Regions from separate parts of the Sus scrofa genome. Here regions 1 and 3 are each linked to region 2. The links are chromatin contacts, called in public HiChIP or PLAC-seq and promoter capture Hi-C maps. All regions are on one chromosome and are shown on one strand. The core of a region is the stretch at or near the end of the contact, and the rest is flanking DNA. Distances in the headings are between cores, read along the strand shown.

Evidence for each region. Promoter capture Hi-C pulls out the DNA fragments that hold promoters and counts their contacts. HiChIP or PLAC-seq counts read pairs in DNA pulled down with a chosen protein or histone mark.
Region 1: a contact with region 2 is called in a promoter capture Hi-C map of fetal liver, with 3 times the contacts expected there. The contact joins the promoter of TFDP2 here to the promoter of XRN1 in region 2. A contact is called at or near these places in 3 of 5 promoter capture datasets (fetal liver, fetal skeletal muscle and liver), 1 of 47 Hi-C or Micro-C datasets (heart right ventricle) and 2 of 2 datasets of contacts at active chromatin or transcription factors (alveolar macrophages and skeletal muscle).
Region 3: an H3K27ac HiChIP or PLAC-seq map of alveolar macrophages shows a contact between it and region 2. The contact joins the promoter of GK5 here to the promoter of XRN1 in region 2. A contact is called at or near these places in 1 of 5 promoter capture datasets (fetal liver), 2 of 47 Hi-C or Micro-C datasets (fetal liver and liver) and 2 of 2 datasets of contacts at active chromatin or transcription factors (alveolar macrophages and skeletal muscle).

The regions. Positions count from the first base shown.
Region 1 is chr13:82,936,028-82,939,498 of Sscrofa11.1, forward strand. It overlaps TFDP2 (transcription factor Dp-2), which reads right to left and starts at 1,654. Exons shown (of 11, transcript XM_021069559.1): 1 at 1,587-1,654.
Region 2 is chr13:83,172,989-83,176,168 of Sscrofa11.1, forward strand. It overlaps XRN1 (5'-3' exoribonuclease 1), which reads right to left and starts at 1,509. Exons shown (of 44, transcript XM_005669915.3): 1 at 1,340-1,509. The coding sequence starts at 1,414. ATR (serine/threonine-protein kinase ATR) reads right to left here. Exons shown (of 47, transcript XM_021069571.1): 47 at 2,527-3,068. The coding sequence ends at 2,895.
Region 3 is chr13:83,034,109-83,037,131 of Sscrofa11.1, forward strand. It overlaps GK5 (putative glycerol kinase 5), which reads right to left and starts at 1,481. Exons shown (of 16, transcript XM_003483257.4): 1 at 1,179-1,481. The coding sequence starts at 1,340.

The DNA of each region.
Region 1 (3,471 bases), core at 404-2,903, 240 kb before region 2:
AATCCGGGGTCTAGGCATTTGATTTTTCTCCGGGTGCTACTTGAGAATGGACACTGCCATGAAAGATTTATTACAGTAACAGGATAGTGATAAAGCTTAGCTAAATTATAGGCTAACCAATGAAATGGAAAAGCAACATGCAAGATCAAATCAACTAAATTCTATGTAATTTTGTACAGAGGACAGATGAATAACCTCAACTATGTCAACTAGGTGAAGATGATTACAAGCCAATAAGAGAAAAGAAAAGTGGCCCGGTGGGGGGGCGGGGGGGCGGAATGAGGCTATAGAAGTCAAATGAAAAAACACAAGACAAAGATTTGGGGGAGAACGGAGAAGGGAGGGAATGCCTTACTAAAAAGAGAGTAAAGAAGTGGGAAGGGAGTCTGAATCCTCAGAGATAGAATGAGGAAGAGAAAAGCATTCAAAGTATTCAAAGGCTCAAAAGGAGCTTCAGCAGTGAATACAGAAAGGGATGATGAGCCTGTTAACTGTTTCAGCAGAAAAAAGAGAAACATCAATAGAGGGACCTTTTACAAACCACCATTCACGGTGGTCAATTAAAGGCCTAACTCATTCAGGGCAGAGCACTTAATAGGAGATGAGCTTTGTTCCAAAGGGTTCCACCTATTAGTCCATTTACTCCCGGCAACAACCCGAATAGGTGGATACTCTTTTACAGATGAAGAAAGAGACCACACGCAAGGTAATACCAGCTGGTAGCAGAGGCTGAGAGCTCACCCACTTGGCTGCATAGTCTCTCTACAAGATCCTACAAAAACCTTTATACTTTTCTGGAAGGTGGAGAGGGGAGGAGACCTTGGCTCTCTGGAATTTCTCAAAGGAGCCTGGGCCCCAAAAGTGATCCTCTACTTTAGAGAAAAGTTCCCTTATGGGGGCGATGAGGTTCTTCCAATCGCAAAAGGCTTTGGCACTCTGAAATACACCTGATAGAGAGAGATGGAGGCCTATGGGTCATGAAAGGAGGAAAAGTCGGAAACCTAGACTTAACGCCATCCTTCTCCCCTGAAGATGCCGAGAGAGGAGAAAGCAGCCTTTCCTCTCTTCCACGAGGCGTGACTCAGGCACGGTGGCTCACTCCAATTTGTACGGGGGAGTGGGGTAGTAGGGGAGTCTCGAGTTTCCGACTCTTCCCCAGACCCTTAAGGGTTACTCGGCGAGGCCTGGAAGAACGCGTGGGAATAAACAGATGGGACCCGAGGTTGCAAGGGGGCCGGAGGCTCATGGAGGGAAACCTGCCCGGGAACTCGGCGGGCCGAATCCAGAGGCCCTCGGCACGGAGCCCGCGCCCTCGCCCTGGACCTTACCGCCGCTAGGTTGCAGAGGACAAGGCGGCCACGCAGGGCTCTTCTTCGAGCCTGGGGCGCGTCTTCGGGCGCCGCCGCTCCAGTGGCGCCGGCGCTTGGCGGCGGCCAGGTCCCGGTGGATTTACACTCGGGGCAGGGTGGGCGATCCGCGGCCTGCCCAGTGGAGGCCCTGGAGTTCGAGGCCCCGGGACGCCGACCGCGCGCGCGCGCGACCTCGAGCCTGCCCAAAGAGGAAGGGTCAGGGCGCGCCCCGCTTACCGAGCAGCTCCGGCGGCTGCAGCAGAGAGCGCTGGCGGCTTCGTCCGCCCTTTCCCGGCCCCGCCACTGCCCCGCTTCCCCCGCGCGAGCTTTGGCGGCGGAGCAGCACGGTGAGCGCCGATTGGCCTTCGGCATGAGTGACGTAAGGCGCCTCTCCCCACGCATTGGCCAAGCCGGCGGTGCGTGCAAGGAGTAAACAAACCCCGCCCCCAGGCTTCCCAAAGAGAGGAGGGGGCCGCCAGGTGGGGAAGCGGGGTCTCTTGCACTCTGCACCGGCCTTGGGTAGCTCACTGGAGGTTCCTGGTGGGCCCCCCGCAGCGGTCCCACCACACGGCTCCCCGGCCCCCTCCAGGGCAGGCTACAGGCCTGAGGCCTAAAATATATAGAAACACCCTCCCCTGTCTCCCCTGGCCATGGTGGGAATCTTGACTTTTTCATCCTCCCCCATCCCCTCAGCCTAAAGCAGGAAAACCCTATCTCCCTTAGAAAAGGGGGAACTAGGGCGGTTACATCTCCGTCCCTAGGCATTCGAATGGGTCATCTCCAGGGGAGCAGAGTGAAGGAGAATGGGGACAAGTGATTGAGGCCACGTGTGAGGCCAAGTGTGCAATACCCTGTGAATTGTTCAGACAGTGGGTTAGAGAGCCCCGGGATGTGGGTCCTTCAATCACTGGCATATAAGATCCAAACCAGGCCAGGTCACTAGAAGCTGAAGAGAAAATCACGGCTCCTATCCCCAAATACACTTCCAATATTAATACATTTTATTAATTGTGTGCCTATCTGAAAATCATGTGAGCTTACATTTTAGTGGGGTGGGAAAGACAATATGCAAAAGAGATAAGCAAGATATTAGCTGTTACATGCTGGTACACATGCTGTGGGGAAAACAGTCTAGTAGAGAGGGTGTTTGAAGGATGGCTTGTCTTAAACACAGTACCCAGGGAAGGCAGCAGGAAAGGTGCCATTTAAATAAATACCTAAACGAGGTGGGGGAGGTGAGAAAGTACCTTTGGACCTTTCTCTGGGGTGGAGTGGAGAGATAATTTCTGCATAATTGTACCTAGATAAAGTCAGGCGTTCAAGAATGCCAAAGGCAGTCTCCTTGGACTGATTCTAAAATGCAAAAGCCCCGATGGAGTCATTACCTTGCATTTTTTCAGTAACAAATCAATAGGTTTTGTTTAGTTTCCACAGAAATTTTGTTAAGGTTTCAACTTCAATACTTTTCAGACACTCTAGGCACAAAGGTATGAACATGAGCAAAAGAGACAAAACTTCTTTCCTCAGGGAGCTCAGTCTAGCAGGGGAGATGGATTGTAAATCTCCCCAGCACAAGGTGTAAGCAAGACACAGAGTACAAAGTGTAAGCAGTTGTGGCGGGAGAAACAGAGCAGTGCTTGGGCTCATGGGGGAGGGGTGGTGGTAGATAATCTTAAGGAGCTGGACCCCAAGATCTCTTTATCTGTGAAGACAACTCAGGGCTAAATTTTAGAGTAAGGCTATGGTTATCAGGGATTCTCTAAGCTCTTGGTAAATTTTTAAGGTGAGAATCTGAACATAATAGTAAGTTCAACCATATGAAATTGCTCATATCGGGCAATTTTCCTATGGCTCAACTTACTCTTTTAGAGTTAAGATGAGGATTTTGCAATATAATGCATATAGTAAGGGTTCTACCAATGATTGCAATTATTATGATCACTTGAGAATAGTGCTTTTGGAAAAAAAAATTATTTAAAAGTCAATGTTTCATAACACCTTCCAAAACCATGAAGTAAAATGGGCAGTGCAAGTTTCAAATTTTCCATATACTGGTTTGATCTAGCTGTGAATTTCCATGACCTAATCAGGGTATGCTGTAAAAGACACTAAATGCTAGTTT
Region 2 (3,180 bases), core at 259-2,758:
AAAGAGTACAGAGTAAAAATATTACTGAGATTATGTACTATCAAGTCAGTCTTAATAGCAAACACACTTTTTAAGCTTAGAGATAAAGTGATACGCATGGCACGTACTCAAATATTTGTTGAGTGAAAGATCTAGGGAAAAAACCCAATTCAGGTGTCACCACTTTTATCCTCTTTTTTGGAAAGAAATGTTTCCCTAAATTTAACTCAGCTCATGTTTTGAGTAAATTAAAGACAAACTACCATTCTTGAACTTTTGGTAAGCTTTTCCTCATATACCAAGTCAATCAGAATCCAACAACAAAGAATCCTTTCTGGAAGTTAAACCACCTTCATGCTTATAGTACTTTTTAAAAAGAATAAACAAAAAATAATAAAAATAAAAAGAATAAACAATAATTTAGCAGAGTTCACTGGATTATTTCCCCCCATATTAATACAATGCTATCATCACAACTAACTCAATTAGCTATACAAATTTCAAAGCTGGTTATTTTCCTTTAAAATAAAAAATGGATGAGAGGTATCCAAACTTAAACTCCCAAACACTAGTTCCAAAGTCTACTTTACCTAATAGATGTCTGCTTGCCATTTATTTCTGCAGCCCCAATATATAAACTACATTTTTGAAGTCGGCACATAAACAATGCCCTGGGGTCACTATACACTGGATATTAGTATTACTAGTAGGAATGCTCTAACAATGTTTCTTTCTCTCTCCCCTCGTCTCCCCCCGCCCCCCGCGCCATGAAGCTTTCAAATAACTGCCCCCGCCCCGTCCAAAGGTATTTTTTGGAACAGGGGAGCCGTATGGTCCTTGCGGTAATAGAAAAAGAACAACAAAAGGTATCATAAATATGGACCATCAGCCACGTAAAAAAGTCTAGGCGTTGGGGGTGGGGCGGGATGCAGGTCTTGAGTAAACAAGGTGATTCAACTGCGGAGGTGGTTATTATTGTTTGTACGTGGATCTGTTGCTTTGGGAGGGGATGGGGGAAGGTCCTAAGACATCCACTCCTGCTTCGAAACCTCCATAAAGAAAACGAAACCTGCAGCCCCCGGGGGAGAAAATCAAGGGGAATCGCGACAGGCCCTGCCCCGGCAGGAGCTGTCAGAACCGCCTCGATACCCGCGACTCTGCCCACAGGAAGGCGACCTGCGTCTTCGCCCCCACTCTGATCATCAGGGCGTCCTCAAACATTCTGTTCCCCTCCCTTCGCCACTCATCCAGCTGACGACGAGCAAGAGGAGGCTGGGGAGCCCGGGTCCCAGGGTGGAGGGAGGGCCGCGGCGCCCCACGTCCTCCGCCATCCCGAGCCACAGCCCTCTTGCTCACCCACCTGATGCTCTTTCACGACTTCGCTGAGGCAGGGATATCTCTCAGAGATCCATCGGTAAAACTTAGGGACTCCCATTTCGACCGTCAATACTAACTCCAGTCAGGGCCAAAGCGAAACCAAACGCCCCGCCGTGGCCTACGCCGCCGCCTCCGGGCCGTCGCTCCGCGGATGACAACACACCGCCCGCCCGACCATAGAGAGCGCCCGCCGTGGCTAGAGCGGCCGGATTCGGGCCGCATCCCGGGGCGGGGTCTATCTCGGCTCTAACCCGCCGTCGCCCCGCTAGCGTAGTTACCTCTAAGCAAGCGGAAGCGGTTTTGAGCGTTTGTGTTAAATTTAGTTCTGAAAACGTCAGTTGATCGCTCTCTAAGTGGATTTGAAGGGTGTGAAAACCTCCGGAGACGGCTTAACACTGTCTTGTGCTGGCTGCTTCGGGCTCCTGCGATTACCATTCTCACTACTTTTCAACACACATTTGGAAAGGTCTGGTGATTTATTTGGTTTACTTTTTTCTGTGAGGGGAAATTGTTTTTTCTTCGCGCATTGTAAACCTACAGCAGAGTTTCTTTTAAAATTTTTCTAAGTTATTTGCCAAAAACAATTTAACTCTCTTCCACCCCCACCCAGCTTCCTACTTCACTCTTAATATTGGGCCTTTGATAGGAAAGTAATGTTTAGTTTTCACATTTATACTTCTTGGGTTACTATATTTTCCCCATCACACTTACAGCTCTAACAAAAGGCAGCATTCTATGTGAATTTAAGTGAAATTATCTTTGTTATAAAAAGCTCTCCATTTATTTGTATGTAATAACCTGCTTTGTAATTATTATGAATTATTTAAAATCTTCTGCAATAGTAGCCCCCAAATTTAATGACATTAAAAAGTTCTTAGATTTTAGAATCGCATGAAATTTTAAGTATTGCTATTTCTCAAAACCACTGAATTCTGCATTCCAGTACACTTTTGGCATGGCAGCATCTTCAAGATTACAGAATATTTATATAGTTTTGATATTCACGCAAATTGGCTAATGTGTTTTTTTTCCTCCACCACATTTTCAACTATACAAAAAAAAAAAACAGTTTTATTAAGTGAGCCTAAGGATGTGCTATTTATACCTCTCTAACTAGACAGTTACCAGAGAGCAAGGAACCTAGCTCTGTGCATAAATATACCATAGTGCTTTGTCTACAGTATTTATTGAATATAATTTTTTGCTGTTCAGATGAATCCTTATCCTAGTACTTAAAATCAGTGAAAGTTGTAAAATGAAATTAGGCTGGCTTGTTTCTTGCAAATACATCTTTTCAGAGCATAAGAACATATGATATTCCATTTCTCTGGTTGGTTATAATACACACTACATATTAAGAAAGCAGTTTATTTCTTAACATATATTATTTTAAATATTATTAACAATCAGGGAGAAATATCAGTTACTCTGAGAACATAAACATATGTTGTACTTTAGAAGTGAATAGATAGAACCACAAATTAATACCAAATACATTACATTTAGATTATTAACAGAGTCTTTGGAGTAATTCCATTTCACATATATGGGGTCCAACCAAGGTACATTTGGCATAGTAAGTTTTCATCAGTAGCTTCTTGTATAAGATAATGCACATGTCCTTCGATAGATAATGGCAACCCTGTCACTCTATTTCGGGTCTTGATTACACCTTGCAGTCGCTGCTCGATGTCAAGTACATGGGTCTTAGCCTAAAAAGAAATTGAAAATCATAAGGATTAGGACTTAATGATATATGGATGTTTATGAACTGGAATTACTGCCTTTCTGTGATTTAATAAATGTCAATGCTATTTTACTGAT
Region 3 (3,023 bases), core at 231-2,730, 140 kb before region 2:
AAAAAATAGAATGATTCCCCCAAACTATACAGCAACTATGAAACTTTGTTTTCTTCTAACAAATTTCTTCTAACAGAAATTCTGTATCCAAATACTGATTCCAAATACTCCAACTCCTTAAAAAAGCAAAAAACAAACAAACAAACAAACAAAAAAACTCTGCCTAAACACAAAAGTACTTTGTGTCCAGAATTATAAGGGAGACTTGTGAAAAGTATCACCGTGTTCTGATAAAGACTCAAAAAGATAAGGAGCACATAGTTTCTAAGGACAGAGTCTGCCTTTTGTCTCTCCTTTCAGGTGGGGGTAGGGGTGAGTGGGCAGTACTCACCCTTTCCTGCACAGGTGGACGCAGAAAGGACCAGGGAGCTGCTCTAGTCCCAGCTCCCTGTCCCGGTTCTGACACCAGCATGAGGAAGTCCTCAACACGAGCGCTCAAAGAACTGTTTTGACTGGACCTGCTCCTGGGCAACTGCTAAGGCAGAAAACCGCTTCTAAAGGGGGTGGGAAGAAGGGTGGGAATCCAGCAAAAGGGGAGCTCTGTGCTGCTGGGAATGGGTTAGGTAATAGCTCCTGCTCGCCCTAACACTGCTAATATAAAAAGAAGTTGGTATTGGACAGAAGAGTAAATAACTTCCCGTATCCATGGAAATGAGCTGCTCAGCACTTTGGGAAACAGTTAATAATGGCAAATGAAGAACGGACATAAAGTCAAATCCCATCAAGATCTGAAAATTTTAAATGTAAATAAAGACAGTGTTGGAGGTCTACCAAGGAAGTGCAGGAAAAACCAAGCAAATCACAAAGTACCCTCTGGCTAGATATGCGCAGTCCGCCCTACCCTGCCCAGCCCCGGGAGTCACCGCATTCTCACCCAGGTAAGGCCAGAGGGGCGAATCCCCAGGTGAGAGGAAGCTAGTGAGCGGCCCCGGGTGACAAAGCGGGCCCCTAGGGTCCTCAGCCGGGACAGGAAAGGCGCACGGGTTTCAGTCTGACCCAGGAGGGAATGCGGTGACCTGGCCGATCCCGGCGCCCCGATCAAGACCAAGGGCCGGCGGTGCTGCAGGTGGCGGCCTCCAGGCCGGATGAGGCGGTCCCGCCCTCTCTGCGCCCACGATCGGATCCCGGGCGTCTTGCGCGACGCTGACCCGCAGCCCCGACGCCCGCTCCCCAGTCACCTTCTGCGCGCTGGAACCGCAGATCCGCGCCGCGCGGTCATAGACGTGGCAGCGAATCACCGAGCTGCCCACGTCCAGCCCCAGTACGAAGCCTGCGCGCCGCCCGTCCGGCGCGCTCTGCTCCTGGCGTTCCTGCTCTGCAACGGTGGACAGCTCGGACATCCCGACCCGAACGCCTCTCTACCGCAGCCGCCAGCCGAGCAGGCTAGTTCCAAACACTCGCACCGCAGGAGCGGAGCGCGCCCAACCGGGCCACCGCCCCCGGCCCGCCCCGCCCCCTCCGCGAGCTCCGGGAGCGGCCCCGCCCCTGCCGAGGGCCCCGCCCCGACGCCGTGACGTCACGGCTGCGCAGGGCCCCTTCGCTGGAGCGCGCGCGGGCCGAGTGGCCGCCTGGGGGCGTAGAGGCGAGTGTGTTTTCGGTGGGACTTTGGAGCCCCAGCTCACGCACGTGGCCCAGTTCTCCAAACACCCGCCGCTCTCGGCGTTTCCCGGCCGGTAATTTTCATGATTTCCCTCCTCATGCCGAGCATCATGCAGGAAGTGCCTGCGTTTCTTTTGTTTGTTTTTGCTTTTTATGGCCACTACTGCGGGCATATGGAGGTTCCCAGGCTGTAGGTCAAATGGTAGCTGTAGCTGCCCGCCCAGGCCACAGCAACGCAGGCTCCGGCAGGATCGGAGCCGCGCCTGCGACCTACATCACAGCTCACCGCAAGTCCGGATCCTTAACCCACTGAGTCAGGCCAGGGATTGAACCTCTGTCCTCATGGATGCTAGTCAGATTGGTTAACCACTGAGCCGCTAGGGGAACTTCGCCTGCTATTCTTTTAACTCTTAAAAGGAAATACAAAATTGGGCCAAAGGTATTTATTAATAAACTGTGAGTTTCCCAAGACTTCTCCCCAGAAAACCTGGTCAGATACACACAATACTTCTCAATAAATACTTGCTAAATGAAATAACACTCAACCAGTGAGACCTTTCGCAGCCCTCTGGTCGGAGGAAGGAGCACAGCGCAAGGCATCTGTTTTTACCGTCAAACTCCACCCCAACGATTGCTTTTTCAAGAATCTGAAAGCCCCTTTACCTTTCCTGCCTCAAAAGCATGAGATCTTCCCCTCAGAGGGCAGGAAGGACGCATGTGGTAATTTTGAGTTTCCTTCCGTTTTGATCACCAGCTTTGAATCCAAGGGGATTTTTGAGGGGTGGTCCAGCTCCAAGTCCTTATCTGTGGGGAGTGGGGAGGTGTCAAGACCTGTTCCAGCCACCACTCCACCTCCAGCCCCCCAAAAACCCAGTACCTGAAAATATTCATTACCTTTTTGTAAAATTATGAAAGTAATATGGATATGCGTTTTTTGTGAAAAAGTTCAACAGTGAAGAGTGGTATACTGGAGTTCCTGTTGTAGCGTAGGCGAAATGAATCCGACTAGTAACCATGAGGTTTGGGGTTGGATCCCTGCCTTGGCTCAGTGGGTTAAGGATCCAGCATTTGCCGTGAGCTGTGGTATAGGCCACAGTCACGGCTAGGATCCTGACTTGCTGTGGCTGTGGTGAAGGCCAGCAATTGTAGCTCCGATTCAACCCCTAGCCTGGGAACCTCCATATGCAGCCCTAAAAATAAATGAAATAAAATAATAAAATAAAATAAATAGTGGTATACTGATTAATAAGTAAAGGATATTCCTTTTGAACCAAATTGTTCTTTTGACAAAACTGTCTGTTAACCAACTCCCTTTCAGCGAATTTGACCAAATTGGGTTCTTTTGTTATGTTACTTGAAGCTTGGAGCAAGTACCTGAAAGAGTATGGGGTGGGAGTGGAGGGTTGTTTGGTTTGGGTTTTGAG